Linked DNA regions of Mus musculus: region 2 is linked to region 1. A link is a contact called in public promoter capture Hi-C data. All regions are on one chromosome and are shown on one strand. The core of a region is the stretch at or near the end of the contact, and the rest is flanking DNA. Distances in the headings are between cores, read along the strand shown.

The links. Promoter capture Hi-C pulls out the DNA fragments that hold promoters and counts their contacts.
Region 2: a contact with region 1 is called in a promoter capture Hi-C map of pre-B cells, with 2.7 times the contacts expected there. The contact joins the promoter of Tarbp2 here to the promoter of Prkag1 in region 1. A contact is called at or near these places in 2 of 39 promoter capture datasets (cranial neural crest and pre-B cells).

What each region holds. Positions count from the first base shown.
Region 1 is chr15:98,827,630-98,833,761 of GRCm38.p6, forward strand. Prkag1 (protein kinase, AMP-activated, gamma 1 non-catalytic subunit) reads right to left here and starts at 3,879. Exons shown (of 12, transcript NM_016781.2): 1 at 3,801-3,879. The coding sequence starts at 3,809. It overlaps Kmt2d (lysine (K)-specific methyltransferase 2D), which reads right to left. Exons shown (of 55, transcript NM_001033276.3): 55 at 4,040-6,132.
Region 2 is chr15:102,516,187-102,521,633 of GRCm38.p6, forward strand. It overlaps Tarbp2 (TARBP2, RISC loading complex RNA binding subunit), which reads left to right and starts at 2,006. Exons shown (of 9, transcript NM_009319.3): 1 at 2,006-2,416; 2 at 2,936-3,105; 3 at 4,289-4,391; 4 at 4,935-5,027. The coding sequence starts at 2,364. Map3k12 (mitogen-activated protein kinase kinase kinase 12) reads right to left here and starts at 818. Exons shown (of 16, transcript NM_001163643.1): 1 at 602-818.

The sequences.
Region 1 (6,132 bases), core at 2,629-5,128:
CGCGACACAGGGCGAGCAGCTACTTCTGAAAGGGCTGGTACCTATCTCACAACACACAGGGCGCTGTGCTACAGTGTATTTTGCACATTATCTATAGAAACAGATTATAAATTCCCAGAAACCTTCAATTATCTTATATGTTGTACTTGACTCCCCTATCATTGGGCATAATTTACACTTAAAAAAAAATCTCTAATAATGGTGTAAACAGATATGAACAGAAACCTAAGACCGAGAGATGGAGATGCCCAGCCAGAGATACACATATCTCTTACACATAAGAGTCAGCCTCAGTGCTAGTTTCTTTTCTGTTGGTGTGGTAAAACACCCTGATAACAAGCAATTTGCAAACGGGCAGTGGTGGTGCACGCCTTTAATCCCAGCACTTGGGAAAGGCAGAGGCAGGTGGATTTCTGAGTTCAAGGCCAGCCTGGTCTAGAGTGGTGGTGGTGGAGGAAGCAATTTGCAATTTGGGGGAGGGTAATTCCAGGACACGGCCCATCTCTGTGTGGAGGTTACAGCAGCAGGAACTTCAGGCAGCTGAACTGAAGTCGAGTGGAGGGGAATGAATGGACGTAGTCTCTCTTGCAGGCTTTGCTTGCGGCACCGTTTCCATTCTCCACTCATTCAACGCTGGACCATCTACCTAGAGGATGCTGCTGCTCATGGCTGCCAGCTAGTTCTTCCCACAGCACTTAGCTAAGATAATACTCCAGACATGCCCACAGAAAACCCCTCATTGAGGCTTTCTTCCCAGGTGATTTCACATTGTAACAATCTGACAAAGGTAACAGTCAGACACAATTAAACAACCACCACAGAAACAATTAAAACACAACTTCACCCTTCCTGTCTGTGGGAAAGTTATGGCCACTCCCCTCTTCCTTTAATAAGACAGGGCTGGTATGCACTGTATTCCCAGTGCTCGGGAGGCACAGTTAGAAGAATTAGGAGTTCAAGACCAACCTCAGCTACAAAGTGACTTCAAAGGTTAATCTGTGCTACATTAGACCCTGACTCAAAACAATAACAAAACACCCAAAACAAACCATCTTAGGGAACCAAAAACATCATTGTATCACACACGTGCAAAGTATTACTACAGAGAAGGAGGCTAGATCCTACCTAAGACACAACTGCTTTCCAAACTCATGATCTATGTTCAAATGTTACAAAGACTATCTAAGCACATAATCTATGAAAATAGATTATAAATTCCCAGAAGTCTTCAACTATCTTATACTTTGTATTTGACTCCCCTAACAGGGAGTACATAATTTACATAATGTACATAATTTGCAGTTTAAAAAAATTCTCCAGCTCGTAATACTAAAGTATTACAAATATCTGTCCTTCGAGCCTGTTCTTAGCCTGTGACTTTTGTTTTTTGTTTTTCGAGACAGGGTTTCTCTGTGTAGCCCTGGCTGTCCTGGTACTTACTCTATAGACCAGGCTGGCCTCAAACTCAGAAATCCTCCTGCCTCTGCCTCCCCTCCCAACTGCTGGGACTAAAGGTGTGCGCCACCACGCCCTCCCGACTTGTGACTTTCGGTTTGTTTTTTTTTCCTCAGTGCAACTCTGCCATCTTTCCAGTGCCTGGGACTGTAGCTCTGCTTCCCTTAGAGGTACGTCAGGTTCTGAGGTCAGAAATGCCCCAAACCTGTCTGTTTTCCCAGCTGCTGCTCACCGTGCACCAGCTGTAAGCTTTCCTGAACTTTCAGTGAATGAGTGCATGCCCAAGGCAGTGCTGAGCCTACAGCCTTGGGCATGCAAAGTGAGGAGCCCTCCTGTAAGCTACACCTCCACCTGCCCAGAGTGCTCCGCCTTAGCCAGCATCGTTCCCTGCTCCACACCTATAGCCTCCTTGCTTTAGACTTTGATCAGGTTCTCTAGCCAAAGTAGCTCATTTGGAGAAAATACCTCCCAAGGCCTGGAAGGTGGTTCAGTGAGTAAAAGAGCTTACCCCATACGCCAGGTGACCTGTGTTTGATCCCCAAATCTACATTAGGGTAGAAAGAAAACAACTCCAGAAAATGGTCCTTTGCCTCTGCATTCCTTCCATGCACCTCCCCACTCCAACTCTCACTCACTCTTTGTCTCTGTCTATCTCTCTCTCTCTTACACTTCAAAATAAAAGAAAAACCAAACAAAACAAAACTTCCTTTCTGAAGTGGTTTCGTCTATTCACAGAAAGCTGTTAAGAATATTCTCAAGCACACCGCCTGCCTTGCTCATAAATCTCCCACTGGCCCCCTTACTATAAAAGCCCACAGCCCAAGCGAGTGATGGCTCATAGCCACACTGTGCAGACCATCTGAGCTACCTACTGAGACCCTGTCTCAGAGAGAGAGAGAGAGAGAGAGAGAGAGAGAGAGACTTCCAACTTGGTTTTAGCCACCTTTTCTTACACTATCATCAAAATCTAGTTTCAACACTACTGAGCCATGGGCTGAACTCTGCTCCTAGGCTCACTGTAATTTCTCCTTCCTTTAGTCAGGTGTCTGTATCCTAAGGACACCTTTAATCCCAGCACTTGAAGGCAGAGGCAGGCGGATTTCTGAGTTCTGAGGCCAGCCTGGTCTACAGAGTGAGTTCCAGGACAGCTGCCAGGGCTACCCAGAGAAACCCTGTCTCAGGGGAGGGGAAAAAAAAAAAGCCCTAAGGACAGTACTTACTACAGTCTACCTTAACTAACAGCCTTCCCGGTACCTCTCATCTCTGTCTCTCTGTACTCCAGTATATATAAAGCAAAGGGCTAAATTCGTAAATATAGAGAAAAGTTGCTTTAGAACTATATACTCACAGTTCACTTATAATGTAAATAATACATTTACAAGTTAGAAACGTGTTGTTTTAAATTTAATGTAATCAAACTACTTTTGCTGAGAATGCTTTCTCTGTAGAAAAACAAAATCCTTGGTTAGAGGACCACCTGCATACCATTTTACCACTTTATCCTTCCTTCTTTATAAACTAAGTTACACTATTCCTCTGCACACAAAGGGGCGGGGGGGGGGGGAGGGGGAGAGAATTTACTCCAGGCCAAGTAACTGACTCAAAGAAAACGCAATTCTAAGAAGAGCGAACCTGCAAGTATTACATGGATATATGGTGGGGGAAGACAAACCCCAAGCTGCCCTCAGAAGATACTCGGTTAAAAACTACGGAGCAGGAAGTCGATGGGAGGGCCTTCGGAGTGGCAGAGAAAGCTCCTGCGAATGAGGTCGGTCAAACAAGTAAGTAGCAGATAAACCTACCGCATCTGTAAAGAGCCGAGCCGACGGTGCTCGCCAAGAACGAGCTGTCAACACGCATGCACAGCGTCACTGATCAGGACACGACCTAAACTTGTCCAGGGGACACAGTGGCCTCCTGGATTCCTTCCTTCGCGGAAAATTCAATTCTCGGGCTTAGTAAAGGAATGGAACCTCGCAGGATGCCAACAATTGCTTAAGCAATCGCACAAACGGGGTCCTGGAGCTCCCTGCAAGCCGGGCTCGCTCACCTAATACGCGGGATCACAACCCCGCTCTCATGCAAACTTCGGAAAGGACTTGAGGCACTCATGGGCAGGGGGCTCCAAGCTCACAACCCGCTCCCTATCTCTCAGGGTACCGCGGACCCCTGGCGGGCGGGCGGGCGGGCGGGCACGGGTGTGGCCCAGACCTAGGAGAGGCGCCCACCCGAGCAGAGGAAGGGGAGTCCCGGACTCCAGCGCCAAGCCGGGCCGGCCTTCCCCGGCTCCTAGCGGGGGGTCTCCGGCTCCACAGCGCCCCCCGCCGCCCTCCTGCGCCACTCACCGACTCCATTGCTAGCGCCCGCCAGTTCCTCAGCTTGGAAAGCTCCCTGGCGCCAGACCCCGCCCCACATCCGGTGCCGCGCACCACTTCCGCCTACGTCAGACCCCAGCCGCAGGGCGGAAGGCGGGGAACCCACCCTTCCGGCGGTGGCTGAGCCTGGTTTATTGGGTAACCTTCCTCTCCCAGCTCTCCAGGACCTTAAGATCTGGCCAACGGCGAGGGTCATGGGACAGAGGCACTTGTATTTAAAATGTTCTTTTTTTATTTATCGTTTAAAAACAAACTTTGAAGAAGCAAAATCCAAAACTTGCCCTTTGCCTCTCGCAACATAAATTATGTACAGTTCAGAATGATCGCTGATACAAAACATGCCAAGGACAGGGGCGCTGGGGGTGGAGGAAGAGAGAGCGCTTTAAAAAAGGGAACCATTTCATCCGTTGTCACGAAGGACCAACCTTGCTGTACAGGATACACACAACACAAAAGAAAGTTCTTCACGGGTTCACACTTGTCAGCGATTTATTTTTTTTTAAAGGGGGAGGGTCCTGGAGGTGAAGGTAGAAGGTAAAAAGGGAGAAACTGAAAATTGAGTGCAAGTGTAAACCAACCCAAAATACAAACACAGGGGGCGGGGTTGGGGGTGGGATTCTGATGCAATTATACAGGCAGGGTACTTTAAAAAAAAAAAAAAAACCAACAACAACCAAAATTCCAACCTTGTAGCGTGGGTCTGAGTTATAGTTTATATAAAAATTAAAAACTGTATAAGGTTTCTTCACTAAATTCTACAGGACTATCGGATACCTAGCATATGCTTACAAAGTCTGCCCCTTCTCCTTTCCCAGTTCTAGGGCCCAAACCCCAACCAGAGCCTGACTCACAGGAGACCATCTCCCCCACCTAATGCCTAGACCGTTCAGCTCTGTGGCTTTGGGGACAGCAAGCCCAGGTTCCCACTGTCTAGTCTAATTACAATGGTTTCCGTGGGAGTGTGGGGGAGTTGTTATTCTCAAACATTTGCAGCTTGAAACAGTTGAGGAAGCAGCTTTAAAAAAAAAAAAAAGAAAAGAAAAGAAAAAAAAAAGGCCAGAAAAAAAAAAAAAAAAAAAAAAAAAACCCAAAAATCTCCCTACCCCCATCAATCCACAATCCCCCAAATTTAAAACAAAACAAAAACCTAAAATCACAACAGCAACCGCCCTACCCCTCCAGCAGGCCTGCCCATTTGCCACCATCCAGCCCATCTCTACAATCCAGATAATCTGATTCTTGAAAATAGTAATTACAAAATGCCCTCTGCCCACAGCCCCTAGGAGAGAACTGCATAGAAGCGTCATTTCATCCCCTCGCTCCACCAGAGAGGGGTCTGAGGCCTCACACACCCTCTACCCTACCGCTACCCGCAGGAAGAGGTTCGTCTGCAGCACAAGCTTGGGGGGGGAAAGGAAGGGAAAGGAAGATAAGGGCACCATCACCCTCTGGCTCCCCCTGGGGCCAGCTCACTTTGTGCGTTATAACATAGTCCAACTATACAACCCGGGTAAGAATCACCCAGCTTCTCTCTATACCCCCACCTTACAGCAGTCACAGCCAGGGGGTGGGGAGGGGGGGGGAGGAAAGGGCGGTAGGTTGGGTAATGGAGGGGGCCCCCCCACAAGGGGAGCTCCATGTGTCCGCCCCACACCCCCCTACCATTTATAAACTGGTTTTGTAAAAAGAAAATAGATATATTTATATAGAATATATAAAGCACAAAAATTAGTAGTTTTACATTTGCTCTCCCCGGGGGTAGGGGGAGAGGGGAGGGCTCTCACCTCCGGCCGGCTCCCCCATGCCCCACAAGACTATGTACAATCCCATGTATAAATAGATAAATACCCCCCACCCTCCCCGCGCTGACACTAAGCTCCCCACCCCCACATCACCACCCATTCCCACCAGACCAGCAGCAGTTTGGTGACTGAGGGCAAGTGAGAGCTCTGGACCACACCCGGCCTCACTGGGTATGGGCACGCCGCTCAGGGATAGCCCTCACCCTACCCCCCACACCCCGTCCAGGGGCTGGAGGGCAGATGGGCTCGGGATGAGGCTGGGAAAACAGGAGAGCGAGATCCTGGTCCTAGGTTTAGCACGCCCCTCCTGCCTCCATGTCCAGATGGAGAAGGAGGTCCTAGAGCAACTAGGGACCAGTCACCCCCAATCTTCATCACCATTTGCCTCAGCCGCCATCCCACGCCCATAATTAAAAACAAAGATGGATTTTTGTTGTTGTTATTGTTGTTGTTGTCCTTCTCCTACCCCCCTTCCACCCACTCAGACGAGGGCAGTGAGG
Region 2 (5,447 bases), core at 756-3,255, 3.7 Mb after region 1:
CCAGAGACGAGCAGGCAGAAGAGAGAGAAAACTACATCCAAATGGAGGACGGGGTGCAACAGCTGGACGGTAGGGAATGCCACAGCTGGAGATTAGAGGGATTACAGATGGACGGGGGAGAGGGCCCTGCCAGGGCATGCAGGTGTAGGTGCAGCCTAATTTTCAGGTAGAGCCTATTAGGTGCAGGAGTGGGGGAGGGGGGCGGTGGGTATATTAGGCCTTGCCCTTCCATCCCTTCCCTGGAGGGGGCCACAATTCTCCCTCCTTTCTAGGTCCTGAGGTTGAGGAGGAGAGGACGTGCTCTTGCCCGCTGTCCTTTAGGTCTTCCCCTAGCCACCCTCATCCTCGCATAATCCACCACAGCTTTGGAGGCTCTTGGTCTCCAAGCTGGGCCGCCGCATCCCTCAGCTTCGCCCGGTTCCTTCCTATCTCCAGGCGTCGGGTCCAGGGCTCTAGTTCCTTCATACCACAGCTTCAGCATCCTCGAGTCACCTCCTCCCCCACCACGCCACAATTGTATCCCGACCCTCCCTCCACGCCAGGATCCCAAGACCCGAACCCATCCCTGCCCCCCACCCCCACAAGTCGCCCAGGCTCTCACCTCGGGGGCTCCGCGGCCGCAGCACAAAAGGCGGCGCTGCTGCAGCTCCGCTCCGGATGCTGCTCCCGCCTCCTCCTCCTCCTCCTCCTTCCCTCCTCCCCCCGTTGCCCTCCACCGGACCTGGAGAGCTGTCACCGGCGATGCTCGTGTGGAACTCAGGTGTACGGGTGTCAGCCCCAGCTTTTAGCCCCCACCCCCTACTCGAAGCCCCGTCCCCACTCGACTTGAACTCCCGCTCCTTCCAAAGCCCCCGCCCCTGGCCCCCCGGGACGGACACGCCCTGAGCGGGGGATGCTGCGCTGGAGTCGCCGGCCTCTTAAAGGAGCCTGTGGCTGCCATCCGGCGCGATCCAGGCTCCTTCCTGGAGGTGTTCTACGGCAGTTCCACTTTGGTCCTCATGCGGAATCTGTAGGATCCCCTTGTGACCTGTCTTACAGATTCTTTCCTACACCCCGAGAGCGCAGTCCATCAGTATACACAACGCTCTGGCACTGGTCCCTTGTCATACCGACATCTCCAGCTGGCCTTCCCTCGTCGCTGCTCCATTTTCACCCAATTGGAATCCACCCAGCCGTAGGTCCCTTCCCACTTCTGTGCTCCTGGATGACCGATCGCTCGTTTTCATTACTGATTCCTCTTACCTCTAACCCTATTCCTTTCTAGCAAGACATCTTATCCTAGACCCATTTTAAAAAACACTCTTTGAATCACGTTTTTCGTGGTATCACTTTCTCCTTCTGTCCAAGGTCACAAGATTTCCCATATTTCTTTCACTCTGGTGGTATCAAGGCTTTGGAGAGCCAAAGGTAATCGTTAAGCTCTGCGCGTATATTAGTTCGTTAATTATTCCTGTGCTCTTTCAGGTGAGACTAAACACAGAAGGTCCATCTAATGATTCTCGGGACAGTTAAAAGAGGTTCACTAGGGCTGATCTAAAGAGGCACGAACCCTGTCAGGCTGCGTGGAGTTAGTGAAGAGAGGCGAAGGACAAGCCACAGAAAAGCAACGGGTTTTTTGACACGGAGTGCTGAGAAGCTTACGCTACAGCCTGGGAGACCGGGTCTGAGGAGAACTCCGGACTTATAAAACCCCAGAGCTCTGGGGTGGGGGTGGCCAGGTAAGGCACACCCTCTGGGGCAGCAAAAGGACTTCGGCCAATCACAGCCTTTCCTCAAGGAGAAGGCTACACCTTTCCTCGTCTCCGCCCTCTGGGCCAAGTGACCAATCTGCAAGCGCCTACAGGAAGTCGCTCTCAGTATAGCCAATAAAGCAGCGAAGCCCGCAGCGGCGCCCGAATGACGCGCTGGCGCCTGGGTTCTGTAGTTCTCTCAGGGAGACAGACCTTACCGCCCCGCCCCTGGCCGCCTACACGCAGCTAATACGCATGCTCACAGTGTCGGCTTGGGAGGAGGCGGTGCGCAAGGAGGAAGGCGGGAATGACATTAGGAAAAAAAAAAAACCAAAAAAACAAAAAACCCAACCCACTCGTAGTAGCTTGGGAAGCTTCCGCCGAGGGTCTGCTCCTCCCAGAAGGCGGTGCAGATGCCCGGGCGAGTCTCGCTGAGGGTTGTGGGGCGGGTAGCTCGGATCCATAAGAAGACACAAGGAGCCGAGTGGGCGGGGGACTCCAGATCCCAGCATGCCCCGCGGCGGGCCCTACCGGCCGCGACTCCGGGCTTGGCCCCGGCCCTAGCTCCTCGGCGGTGTACTGGGGTGCGTGGAGGCTGTAGTCACGGTGGCGCCCGCGGGGACGGAGGAGGGAATGAGTGAAGAGGATCAGGGCTCCGGCACTACTACAGGCTGCGGGCTGCCCAGGTGAGCTGCCTCGCTTGGATTCCTGAAGGACGAAAAGTGTGAGGTGGTGAGGAGGGGCGGCGGCGCGGCCCCAGCATGCACCTGGCCTGAGGGTTGTTCCCAGCAAGCACTGGGGTAGTGGGCAGAGGTTCCCGGCATGCACTGGGGCTGTGGCCAACGCCTCCAGCTCTAGTTTGGGGTTGGCTTGATTCCCAGACTGCACTAGAGCCCTGGGCTTTATGCCCCGACGTTCAGTGTATTTGGTGGGTACTGGGTTCCCGAATTGTATTGTGTCGGGGGAAATGCACGTTCAACCAGCACCACGGCACAGGATCCCTCGCCTTAACTGAGAACAGTACATTCTCCACTTGCCTTGGGACCTTGCTTTCCCTCATGCACCTTAACTTTTAACCCAGCCAATGGATGCTATACTGCCTGGGAATTCATGGACCCTATAATGTGGCTAGGTCTAATGTGACAGTGATTTGCCAGGTGGGTGCCGAAAGGGGAAGTGTGATGTTGGTCTGTGCCCCTTCCCAGCATAGAGCAAATGCTGGCCGCCAACCCGGGCAAGACCCCGATCAGCCTTCTTCAGGAGTATGGGACCAGAATAGGAAAGACGCCCGTGTACGACCTTCTCAAAGCCGAGGGCCAAGCCCATCAACCTAATTTCACCTTTCGGGTCACCGTTGGCGACACCAGCTGCACTGGTGAGGAAGGCCTGGGCAGCCTGGCTGGGGTGTGCATTCACAGGGCCCGTGGCTTAATATCATGCGATCACCTCACAGTCCTCTCCTTTAAAGCCAGGGAGGGATGGAGATATTTCAGGGGGAAAGAAGGATTGGAACAGGGCTGTGAGACGGTGGACGGGACCCGAGAGACTCACTGGCGAGAACAGGAAATGTCACAGAGATCTGCTACTTTATCACCCCAGAGGAAGAGTAAATGAGACATTGAACTCCTCGTGGGTATTAGGGGGAGCACATACTCTGCTAGCCTTCATGCCTCACATTGAACACGAAGAACTTAGTATGAGAAATTAAATGGTAGGCTCCAGTTCACATGTAATAAGTGGCAGAGCAGAGCTTTGACTTCAGACCCTCAGTTGTCTCTATTTCCTATTTACCGAGGGAAGAGAAAAGGGGAAAGAAAGACAGAGCAAAACATCCCTCCGCAACCCACCAGTGTTGGAGCTCAAAAATCCTGCCTGGCACAGTTTCATTACGGGAGCTGACTGAAAGAGGAGGTGTTCAAGGCCCATTTCTGTTGCTGTAGTAAGGCTCCGAAACTAAAAGCAGTTTAGAGGAGGAAAAGGGTTGATAGGTTTACAGTTCAGGTTACATTCATGACTAAGGGAAGCTAAGGAAGAAACTCACATTATCAGTCAAGACCAAAGAAAATAATCTGATTCTTGCTACTTCTGACTAAGGAACTCACTTCACAGCCACAGAAGCACAGCAGGAACAATGGCAGATACTCCATGCTGGCTGGCTGGCTTATTTATACTCTACTAGATTTCTTACACAGTTCAGGACCACCTGCCTAGGGGTGGTACCACAATAGTGGGCTGTGCATATCAGCATCAATTAACTATCAGTCCATCCCCCCCACCCACCCCCAGACATGCCCTCAGGCCAGGCTGATGTAGGCAATTCCTCAGTTAAGGCTCTCCTTTCAGATCCTTTTAGATCCTAGGTTGTGCCAAGTTGACTGTTAATGCTAACTAGGAAAAAGGCTAGTCCAACAATTAGTAGAACCCTTCCAGTTCTGACAGGGGAGGTTGGTCAGAGGGCTCTTCTCACTCCCTCTGGCTATGAGGAGATAGGCTGTGGGGGCTGGTTTCTCTGCTGTCCTGCCGGTGACCTCCAGTATTGCCCACGCCCCTTTTCTTAGGTCAGGGCCCCAGCAAGAAGGCAGCCAAGCACAAGGCAGCTGAGGTGGCCCTCAAACACCTCAAAGGGGGGAGCATGCTGGAACCAGCCCTGGAGGACAGCAGGTGAGGGAGGAACAGCCAAGGCACACTAGAAGCCCGCTGAGAACCCAGGCCTCTGCACTATCTACTTCTCTCCCTAAGCCTGGTCTGGTGACTCATGGCCACCCTCTCGTGGCCCCTTCCTGAGAATTTCCTCTGAAGCTGAACAGGGTGTTTCTAGAGTGCCTCAGAGTAATAGCCAGCCCCCTTTGATGGGTGGTGGCTGCTCTGGGGCATGAGAAAAGGGCATAGGGGGTGGAGGCAAAGACTGATAAAGTTGGTCCTGGCATGCCCCCTCTTTCTAGCAAGATGGCTTTCCCTCTTCCACATTCAGGTTGCAGCTTGTTGGGTAGAAAGAGACTCTTTTCTGAGCCCCCACCCTAACCTCAGTGCTTCTGAGCCAGTGTGGGGTCAGCAGAGGATCCCAGGAGGAAGAGCTGTTGCTGAGGCTCTCCGAGTCTGCATCGGGGGGAAGGAGTTCTCAGGGGATGGAAAGGTCAGAAGGACCTCACACCCTCATTCCCTTCTACATGGGTGTGAATCCAAGACCTTCTTCCCCTCGGGAAGTTCTTTTTCTCTCCTAGACTCTTCACCGCCTGAGGACACTCCTGTCGTTGCTGCAGAAGCTGCTGCCCCTGTTCCATCTGCTGTACTAACCAGGTATCTTGAGTCCCCTGACGTCTTGGAGGAAGGAGGGGGTCTTGGCTTCTAGTCTCATAGCTCTTGGACTCAGGCAGGTCAGGATGAGGAAGCCTGAGAGTAAAGACAGACTGGTGTAATTGAAAAATTTGCACCAGCTGGTTGGTAAGCCTGAGCTAGGAGGTAATTTATGATGATTAAATAGCCAAGCAATGAATGTTAGATTGTTTAAACATCTTAGAGGCTCCATGTTTGAGACCCAAAAGGTACTTCCAGGACTGTGTGTACAGCTCCTTTACCTCCATCACAGGGACATTGCTGAAGGATTTCCACATCTAAGTGCTCCTGGGAAGTAGCAGAGCCTCACTTGGTGGGGTGTGGGGAGGGAGGAGAAAGGCTAGATGTTTGGACAGATAGCTGCCTGCCTGGTGAGGAATTGGG